Linked DNA regions of Sus scrofa: regions 1 and 3 are each linked to region 2. Evidence: chromatin contacts called from public HiChIP or PLAC-seq data. All regions are on one chromosome and are shown on one strand. The core of a region is the stretch at or near the end of the contact, and the rest is flanking DNA. Distances in the headings are between cores, read along the strand shown.

Region 1 (3,236 bases), core at 21-2,520, 190 kb before region 2:
TGTTCTGTACTGACTACTCTTGGATGGTAAATAGTCCCCTTCTCATCCCAATCTCTCTTATTAAAAAAGGAAAGAGGCCAGATACATTTACAGAGCATTCAAGAGTGCACATTTTGTAAAAGCCACTGCGTGAAACAAGACATAATTCTTGTCCTGTTATGTAGTGAAATTACTGTAATTTCCAGAGGTTCTAAAATCTTTAACATAGTTACTAAAAGGCCTGACAAACTGTTAAGGTGTGCAGCTGTCAGGAAAAAAGTTATTCCACCTAAGGTAGAATATTCTCTTGTATTTAAGACACTTTTTAATAAGTAAGTGCACAAATTGCACACTCTCAAGTTCAACTATAATCAAAGACACCACAGTGGAGCATCAAAGAAGATGCTTTGTCCAGACTTGAATGTGTTAACATGAGTAGTATGTTCTACATAAAACCTTTGAGTTAAAGGGAAAAATCCGTTGGCTGTTCTTGATTTGTTAACAAAAAAATTTGAAAATTATTTTTCAGAAAATATCGTTAAGAGGATGTAAGAAGCAAGGGATGGAATCACGGGCGGGGGGGAAGCGTATACATACAATCCAGGGAGTGTCTACAGGGAAGTTCAAATTCTGAAGCAAATGTTCTGAGGCTCACACATTTATTACTGCCTATTAGTTCAGCCCATAGTATGTGGGAAGAGAGGTGTGTGTGGATAGTCAGCCAACATTTTAGGGACCTCTCCCAGTCGAGGAATCGTGACAGCAAAATCACTTCCTGAGGAAGGAGGAGTAAAGGGGAAGTTAAGAGGCCACCCCGACCAGGAAGTGACTCGCCCTAAACTAGCCCCAATCATACCTTAAAATGGGGGGATGGGGTGAGCCCCAACAGCTCAAGGCGGTAAAATAACTGCCTATGTCGCGACCATTGTCGCCCCCTCTCTATAATTACAAAAAAAAAAAAAAAAAAAGAGCCCATGGTCACGGTTCAATAACGGAGTCTCTTCTCTCGCAGGAAGGCCACTGGGCTGTGCCTCAGGCCCGGAGGAAAAGAGACTTGAGGAATGGGGAACTGGGGCCACCGTGAGGCAGAGGAAAGCCCCTCAAGAAGGAAGCGTCCCGACTGCGGAGAGCATATGCCAGCACAGGCCGAGAGGCTTCTTTCTCCTGGGGGCACAGCCAGGGTTCCCACGTCAGCCAGGTCGGGGCGCGGTTCCCTGTCGCGGGAGCAGGTGAGAGAAAGGCGGACCCCTTACCTTCTCCTCATCCGACACCCGATCCTCGAAGTCGGCCATCTTGGGCTGCTCTGGCTGAGCCGGGGCCTGGCGCGAGGCAGGCCGGGAAGGAAGCCGAGTGATGGAATCACAGCGAAAGCCGTCGGAAGGACCCGCCCGGAAACGCTGACCGCGAGGGCGCCATGTCAGTTACGGGCGGGGGGATGGCTTTGGCGCCGGGACTCCAGTAAGTCGGCTTGCCTAAAATAACTTTAAGTCTAGTATCTTTCGCACTGAGTTGCATTCATTTCCCCATTCATCTGTGGGACGCTAGGTGCGTGTTTCGACTGGTATTGGCGCCCACGCTCCAGCTGACCAAACGGCAGTTGCTGCTCCGGTAGATTTTCCCAGTACCAAAGCTATCCATGCAGCCGAGTCCAAAGGGCTGAGTACTGCTCGGACTCTGAAACGGTCGGTGGCTTTTCAACCCCAGGGATGGGGTGAATCGTGACTCACTCGTATGGAGGCAAAACACTTCACTTCGGGGTCACATCTCCGTCCAATAGCTGCCGCTATCCGGCCCTTCCCGCCCTCGGAAGGAATAGGTAGCCCTATTTTGGAACACTCCTCCACCTTCCAAATCTTCTCGGTCCTGGCTCCCTGGGGCTCTCAGCCTTCACGGAGGCCAACTTCAGGTCCTCCACTATCCCAGGATTCCCGACTCCCGGTTTCCTGCCCTTCTAACCCTCCCAACTCGCGGCGCCTGCGAGAGCGGCAAGATGGCGGACGGTGACGGCGTAGGTGAAGCAGCAACTGCTGCGGCATCTCCTCCAGCACCTGCTCCCGGCCTGAGCCCTTCGCTGGGCTGGAGGGAGCGGCTACGCGCCGGCCTGGCGGGCACTGGGGCCTCGCTGTGGTTCGTGGCGGGGCTGGGGCTGCTTTACGCTCTAAGGGTCCCGCTGAGGCTGTGTGAGAATTTGGCAGCGGGTGAGAGGCCCAGAGCTCCCCGAGGGCGGGAAGGGGGCCAGGAGAGGTGCGGGGGGCGAGGACCAAAGGGCAGAGATTCTCAATAGTTTTTGGAGGGCTTCGTAGAATGAGCCGGTGAGCGAGTGGGTTCTTTTTCTCTTGGGTCTCCGCTTCGCAGCTGATTGTCAAACCTGAGCTGCAGCTACCGGCTCCTCCCTAGAGCTCTTGAAGTTCCGCCCTCTCTCGTCAGTTGTTCACCCGAGCAAAAACGCACCTGAAAAACTGTAAGCTTCAGGTGGTAGGACAGATGAGAGCGTTTTCAGACTTGGATGCAGAATTTATAAACACCCATCACTGGTAGGATGCCTTGAAAAAAGTTCCTTTAATTCTCCTGCCGCTCAACTGAGAATCCATATACCCAGACAACAAAAATCTAAAAGAAAGAAAACACCACGATCCTAGCCAACCATTCTCATGTTTTAAAATAGTTTTGTCAAGAAATTGTTTTCGTGCTGTTTTTGTCCGTTCTGTTTTAGGCTTTATCTTGAGTAATAGAATAGAATAGTACAGGAAGTCAAAAGAAAAAGAGCCACAAACAGCAGTGGGTTCTTAGTTCTTTCGACATTTGTGGTGCCGACAGAAGACGTGTAAGAGGTGATGATCGCTTGGATTCTGCAAATATTATTCTTTAGCTGTAGCCAGGAAAAGTGGATGGGAGCCAGGGCCTTTTTTTATGTCATTACAAGTTGGCAACCTCAGATTAAGATGGAAGTATTTCTGTTTTGTGAGGATTGTGACTGACAGCACCGTAGTTTATTTTTCTGTAGCAAGAGAAGGCAAATGTCTCCTTTTCAATCGAAAGACTGTGAGATAATGTTCTGAAATATTTCGGATTTTTTAAGAAATAGTATGGAAATTCAGATACAACTAACACTAAAACATAATAAATTGGCCTTCTTAGAATGAAAAAGCTAATTTGATGTTTCTGTTACAGGTTAATGAAGTTTTGTGGTTTGTACACTCAGTGAAAAGTTCCTTATTGAGTATATCGGTTTTATTTTATTTTATTTTATCTTATTT
Region 2 (3,661 bases), core at 322-2,821:
CAAAATGGGGGTGGGAGGCGGCAGACTACGGAATACGAACCTGTATGTCCTCTTCCAAGGTTGAGGAGCTGGGCGAGGGGGGCCTTAAATGGGGGACTTGTCAGAAGGGCAGCCCCTTCTGGGGAGTTGGGATTGAAGGGGGACAATAAGTAGCTGCGAGCACCCACGAAGGATGAGGAGCTGCCTCCTCTGGGAATACCGGGAGGTAGAGGAGACCGCCCCGCCCCCTCAAGGGATGGGCGCGAGTGGCATTTGGGACGGTGGCGGGAGGACTCCAGTGGTCCTACCCTTGCTCTTCTCTCGAGAATCCGGACTCCCAGCCACCGCCAAGCCCCAGCACCAGTGGCTCCTACCTTTTCCCTGCGCTCTGGACTCGGCTCCCGGCCGCCTCCGCCAGCCGCTGCATCCACTGCCCCCGGAGGCCCCGCCCCTCAACCGCCAGGCGGGGGCATTGGCATTCCGCAGGGCCAGTCGTCTCCTCGTCTCTTCAGCCCCCGCACCAATCCGAGTCGGCTGGAGGCGGGGCTTCTCCAATGTCATTTACGCTCCTCCCGGGGCCCCTGGATCCCTTTTGTTTGGGGAGAGCCAAGCTGGGATTGAGTGCGCGTCATTTCCGGGAGGAAGCGCCGTTCTCCGGCCGGGGCTCCCGGGTGGGCTCGCGCCTCTCCCCGCCGGGCTTCTGCAACTTTCCTCCTTCGATGCGGCTCCTGAACAGGACTGTGGCTAGTGTTTACCGTCGTGGTACGGGAAGCTTAGGAAAGGCCGGTTTCCGGTGCCCTGATTGATCGGGCATATTAATGTTTCATTTCATCCAAAATGTTAATAAGTGAAGTGTGCTTTAGTGTCTATTTTAGAAATAATTGTTGAAAACCTGGTAACATGGCTTGCCTGCTCTTTTTTTCCTTGGATGAGCTTCTGCTAGAAGCAAGGACGCAAAGATGCAAAACCCGGAGGACCATCCCCCCCACTTCTCTTTTCACATTACTTTTAGAAGAGAATAGTAGCTCTGGACCCCTCCGGGCGGGGAGCCGGGACACGGGTGGCTCCGGAAGAGCACAAACCCGGCCCGACCTGCCTTCCAGGTGGGGGTGGAACGAATAAAATCTGGTTGTCTAGGTTTTCTTGTGTCCCTGGCCCCAGTACACCCCGGGCTAGGGCTTTTGCAGTGGCGTTGGGACAAAGAACAGTAGAGGATGCAAGGAATGTCTGTCCCTTGCGAACACAGAAATGCAGATCTTGCTGGTGGCAGCAAGCCCTACCAGGACCAAATAATCCAGAGAGGGGAGAGGATGCATCCCTTCCTGAGGTCAAGGTTTCTGGATTCATTTTCCACTTCACAGATTGATTCAATGACCTGTTATTTTTAGGTATAATGTAATAAATACTTACAATATGATGCATAAATAGTGTAAATTTTAATAATATTATTCTAATCTTCACAGTTCTTATTAAGCAAAACAGTATTAGGGGTCAGGTACTCACCCAGGCAGACTGCTTCAAGCCAGATGCAGCCCTGTCCTCAAGCAGTTTACAGTCTAGTGGAGGGATGTGGTCAGTCTGTGTGATCAAGAGGGAAGACTGAAGAAAATAAACCAATATTAGTGTCATCACTGTGCCAGTTACTTTCACATAATGGTATCTTATTTAATCTTCACTACCATATGAAAAATATTTCCTAACCTGTAAGATAGATAGCACTCTGTCCATTTTACAGATGAGATAATAGAGATTCAGAGAAATCAAGTAAAGCCATAGAGGTAGTAAATGGTAAATAATTTCCAACAAGGATCAGTGAACTATGCTACATTCTGCACATCTGCTCCTATAAGGAGGACTGGTCCAGAGAGTGGATGGCTAAAAACAGCATTGGAGACAGAAAAAAGCTCCTTCCCTCCCCCTGTTGACTGTAGGCTTGAGAGGATCATCTCTATATAAGAAGGACAAAAAGACCGTACTGAGGTGCTCAACAGCAGCCCAAGTGCTTTTGAAGTAACAAAGTAGGATGTAGAGAACTTCAGAAGAGCATCATTCTCCGTATGCAGGAGACTGACAATCTGAAAGGCAAGATGAAGGGCCAGGAACACAGTAGGTGCTCAATACATACTGACTTCACTTGAAACAAAATGTCCGGAATGGTTAAAAACAGAGTTTAAGTGCTGGACTAGGCCCACGAATTTGAAAAATCCCATTTCCTCCTCCTCCCCTTTGCCCTGCGTTATGGGTGTGCAATGAGGAAGTGCTTCATTGCCTGACAATGAGGCAGATGTGGGAGAACAGGCTATTTTCTGCTGGCTTCTGAGTGAGTCACTCTAAGTTGTCCCAGTGAATCAGCTCCTCCCTCCTGCCCCTCCTTCCCTTTGTTAACCTACCACCACCCAGCTCTACTCCCAGGCTGACCTGGTGCCTACTTCCTTTATAGCAGCTCCCTTGACTCCCTGAGCTCCCACATGTCCATTCCTGAGTGTGGGAGGACCCAGCCAAAATGAGATCATCCTTGCTTTGTCGGATTCAGTGTCCTAAGGGTATTCAGATTGCTCTCCTTTTAATTTATCACCTCTGGAGCTGGTGAAAGAAGCAGGTCTTGTGAACTTGAAGTTTTGTGATGCTTCAAATATATAAAATGTGTGCATAAATTTAGAGTGTGGTACAAAGGTGTACACAGAGGTTGAAAGTGGGTTTGTAATATTTTAAATTTGTATAACAACATATCATTTTAAACATACCATTTGAATTTAATTTTTAAAAATGGAGGAGTTCCCGTCGTGGCGCAGTGGTTAACGAATCCGACTAGGAACCGTGAGGTTGCGGGTTCGGTCCCTGCCCTTGCTCAGTGGGTTAACGATCTGGCATTGTTGTGAGCTGTGGTGTAGGTTGCAGACGCGGCCCCCCCCGCGTTGCTGTGGCTCTGGCGTAGGCCGGTGGCTACAGCTCCGATTCAACCCCTAGCCTGGGAACCTCCATATGCTGCGGGAGTGGCCCAAGAAATAGCAACAACAACAACAACAACAACAACAACAGACAAAAGACAAAAAAAAAAAAAAAAATGGAAATATAGTTGACTTACAATGTCGTGGTGTTAGTTTCAGGTATACAGCACAGTGATTCAGTTATACATATATGTATATATATGCACGTATATACATTTGTGTGTGTATATATATATATTCTTTTTCAGATTCTTTTCTCTTAAAGTTTATTACAAAGTATTAAGTATAGTTCCCTGTGCTTGTTGTCCTTATTGGCTATTTATTTTCTATCACAACTTAGCATTTTTATGTCTATTATTTTATCAATGTGGCAGTAAGTATTTATTAGATGCCTACTGTGTGTCTGGTAACAATTTATTAAGAAGTGCTAAAGATTATAGAGTGTGTTAATTTTTCTCCAAATTGGTAAACTTCCTAGGTAGGTGTACCTAAATGTTTATGGTTGGTTTGGGGAGGAAATGGTGGAGTATAAGTGCTTTAGACTGGAAGTAAACAAATCTGGGAGTTCTGTAGGATTCCTCCTGCTGCCACAAGTTGTATTAGTTTCCTAGTGCTGCTGTAACAAATTACTACAAACTGGGGGGTTTAAAACAACAGAAACGTATTCTCACTCAATCAGGATGCTAGAAGTCTGAAATCAAGGTGTTGACGTTTTAGTTCCTTGGCGAGGGGTA
Region 3 (3,356 bases), core at 461-2,960, 250 kb before region 2:
TTTGCCTCTTCTTCAGATGTTGCTCAAGCCTGTTAATGTCCCTCTGAAAACGTGCCACTCCTTATGGAAAACAATATTCCTGATATGACCTGGTTAATCTGGAGAATCACTTACCTCCTCCCTCCACCCCAAACCACGCTTCTGTTAACAGAGTCTAACACTTTTTTGGCTCTTTCAGCTGGCCATACTTGCCTTTTGGTCTGCCTCAACACAGGTCTTTTTCAAGAGGTCTGTTATTAAGCCTAAATTTCCACCACCTCATGTTTATTTGTATAAATCTTTACACTTATTCCTGTTAAATTGTTTCTCGGTCTTTGGCCCAAGATTGCAGCCTGTTGATCGAGGTGTTTCTGAGGCACAATTCTGTGGTTTGACAGAGAGGTCTCTTTGATGTTTCACTTGGATGGAAACAGCCAAGGGGAACACAACAGCCTTCTGCCACAGGATGGGAAGGGGCCTCCAGGAGACTGGCCCCGGCCCGGGTCTCCATGGAGAAGCCACAGGTGCTAATGGAGGTTTGGTACGTACGCAGTTTGCGCCCTTCTCCTCCCCGAGCTCCCTGACACTCCTTTTCCTACACTGGGTCTCTTCAGCTCTCTGAGATAGTGAACGCCCGAGGAAGCAGCCCCTCAACAAGGGGGCGGAGGTCCCCGTAAAGCTGGCGCCATCAGCTTACTCCCCGCGCTCCCGCGGAGCCCGGGCCCCCTCTCGAGCTCCCCTCCCCCACGCCGAGCGCTGTCCCCCCTTCCCAGCCCCCGCAGGCGGCGCGTGGGCGCTGCACCCCGCTTCCCCGCAGGGTCCCGTGCCGCCCGGGGAGACGGCTGCAGGGGAGGGTCTTCGCGGGGACTCGGCGCAGGGGCCCGGCCCGGGCAGAGCCGGCGGGCAGCGGGCGGCGCTGGCGGCGCGGGCGGGGCGTGGGCACTGCGCGGGAGGGGGGCTGAGCCGCCCCGGGACCGGCCGGAGCCACTGGGGGAGCTGCGTCCCTCCGCGCCCTGGGGCGGGAAGGGTGGCCCCGCCGAGGGGGTCGTGGCGGCAAGCGGGGCCGGCGATTCGGGGCCGGGCAGTGGGCCGATCCCGTACCTGGTCTTGAAGTCCCGGTTATAAATGGTCCGGAGCCGCTCGCGATCTGTCTCCATGTCCAGTCCCTCAGCGACTAGGAAATCCTCGAAGCGCTGGCCCATCTCCCGGAGCTGCCGGCAGTTGAACTTACTGGGCATCGCGGCGGTGGCTGCGGCCCAGGCAGGAGGGTCCGTGGAAATGAAACTGAAAGTCGCCGCCGCGGCAGGAAGTTGGCGGCCCTAGGATGAGGGTGCAGCAGGGGGGAAACCCCCTAACTCTGACCCCCTCTGATGCTGCAGGCTCTTTTCTCCCCCCGCCAGGCTTCCCTCCTCCTTGCTTTTCCTACCTGAGCCTTCCCTTCGGTCTCTTCGTCCTATCCCCTCCCCCTCTTCCCATTAACTCTTTCCTAAAGAGTCTGACCCCTCCCTCAGGGCCCTCCCCTTACCCCAAGCTCCCTCCCCTGGCTTCCAGCCAGAATCTGAACGTGGCTATCGCTTGGGGCCCTCTGAACAGTACGGGAGGACCTCCTAGCCTCAGCTTGGGCTACTCCCACGCCCACTCCCCACCAGGGCCTCGGGACTTATAGAAAAGCAGGAGAGCAAAGTGCAGGGGCCGGGACCTGAGTCGGTTGCAGCTGGACTGGGGCAGCTCATCCAGCACTTCCCCCAGACTGCCTGGGACAGACCAGTGCGGAAGCGAGGGGCACGCCCCCCTCCCCCATTTCCCTTCTTGGGCTTTCAGACGCTGGGAGGAAGGCATAAGAGCCAAGAAGTTTGGAAGAAAGAATCAAATGTCTCTGATAAAGGTGTGTTTGTGTGGGAGGGACAAGGGGCTCCGTCGGGATGAACAGTCATTACTTTTCTCTGCCACACAGACTTTGTTATGTGGGAAGGTTGGTGATGCCTACCCTTGAGCCACATACTTGGGCACTTAGTTGCACTCCAGTCTGTATTGCTCTTAAACTGTTACTGGTGTTTAACTAAGAGTGCCCTAGTCATCAAAATATTAGCCTCTTGAGAGCAAGAGACTGTTAGGCCATAAATGGTTAATAGCTACAGCATCAGTACCAGGAAGAGAAGTAAAAGACCGCATCCTGCTTCAGAAGACAAACAGTTAAGACAAACTAAAGGGGGTGGGGCTACAACAAGAACTATAAAACAAGCCTCTGTGTCTATTTATCTTCCATAATAACAAAAACACACGTTAGCACGGGGTGAAGATAATAAGAGTTACATAAAAATTTTTTTCAAAGAAAAAATACCAGAGTTCCAAATATATCCAAGGAGGTGGTGTTCTCCAAAGTAATTCCCTGTAGGAGGTCACATACTCAATCTAACCCAGTGTGAAGAATGCCCAGAACCCAGGTCATGCTCCAGCTGGGCTACTCCTGTACCTTTTTCCAGGCCAACAACCAAATAAAGCCAAGAAAAATAGGATTTACACAGTAAACCAGCTATAATGGAAAAAAATAAAAATCATTAGAAGAAGAAAAACAGGCAAGAGGAAATTCAAAGTCAGTGGGAACCAAAGCTACAGGGAGAGGGGAAAACAGAACAGAGGAAAACGTTATGTCTTAGAAATTGATTATGTAAAGTAGAAGTAAAAATTAGGAATGTAGCCAAAGATTTTACATTTTTTTTTTTTGCCCCCAGTTACCTGGTGAGGCCTGAGCAGTAGAGTGAACTCCTTGGAAGTGCATTGCTGCTTACCATTTCAAAAACCTACCAACCACTGTAGACATAAACTGAATGTCTGGCTCCATTCTGATCAGCAAGTTGTAGCTCCCATTATTCCTGGATACTAGATACATAACCTCCCCCTTCTCGGATTATGCTATCTCCGGGAGGTTCTTAAAATATACACAGATAGGAGTTCCTGTCCTGGTGCAGCAGAAACAAATCTGACTAGGAACCATGAGGTTGCGGGTTCGATCCCTGGCCTTGTTCAGTGAACAAGTAAAGATCTGGTGTTGCAGTGAACTGTGGTGTAGGCCAGCAGCTGTATCTCTGTTTGACCCCTAGCCTGGGAACTTCCACCTAAAAAGCCAAAAACAACAAAAAAAACCACAAAAAATACACAGATAGTAAAAACTTGGGTGAAGATGTGATGGCATGTGGCTTTTGTTACAAGGGAACCTCTCTAAACCAGTGTCATCTGGAAAAAATCTACTCGGAGTTGTAATTGTTGTTTCACTGCAGATGTCTAGAATGGTCTTCCTTCTTACCTTTCACAACAAGCTCAGATCTCACTTTCTTGAAGTCTTCCCCAAATTCATCTGCACTTAGAAGAATCTAACT

Evidence for each region. HiChIP or PLAC-seq counts read pairs in DNA pulled down with a chosen protein or histone mark.
Region 1: an H3K27ac HiChIP or PLAC-seq map of alveolar macrophages shows a contact between it and region 2. The contact joins the promoter of CAPZA1 here to the promoter of CTTNBP2NL in region 2. A contact is called at or near these places in 2 of 5 promoter capture datasets (fetal skeletal muscle and liver), 20 of 47 Hi-C or Micro-C datasets (alveolar macrophages, blood, brain and 13 more) and 2 of 2 datasets of contacts at active chromatin or transcription factors (alveolar macrophages and skeletal muscle).
Region 3: an H3K27ac HiChIP or PLAC-seq map of alveolar macrophages shows a contact between it and region 2. The contact joins the promoter of MOV10 here to the promoter of CTTNBP2NL in region 2. A contact is called at or near these places in 1 of 5 promoter capture datasets (fetal skeletal muscle) and 1 of 2 datasets of contacts at active chromatin or transcription factors (alveolar macrophages).

The regions. Positions count from the first base shown.
Region 1 is chr4:107,820,536-107,823,771 of Sscrofa11.1, forward strand. CAPZA1 (F-actin capping protein subunit alpha 1) reads right to left here and starts at 1,271. Exons shown (of 10, transcript NM_001097454.1): 1 at 1,233-1,271. The coding sequence starts at 1,271. It overlaps ST7L (suppressor of tumorigenicity 7 protein-like), which reads left to right and starts at 1,943. Exons shown (of 17, transcript XM_013988151.2): 1 at 1,943-2,177. The coding sequence starts at 1,970.
Region 2 is chr4:108,011,193-108,014,853 of Sscrofa11.1, forward strand. CTTNBP2NL (CTTNBP2 N-terminal-like protein) reads right to left here and starts at 1,572. Exons shown (of 6, transcript XM_003125850.4): 1 at 354-1,572.
Region 3 is chr4:107,762,163-107,765,518 of Sscrofa11.1, forward strand. It overlaps MOV10 (putative helicase MOV-10), which reads right to left and starts at 1,711. Exons shown (of 20, transcript XM_005655442.3): 1 at 1,081-1,711. The coding sequence starts at 1,217.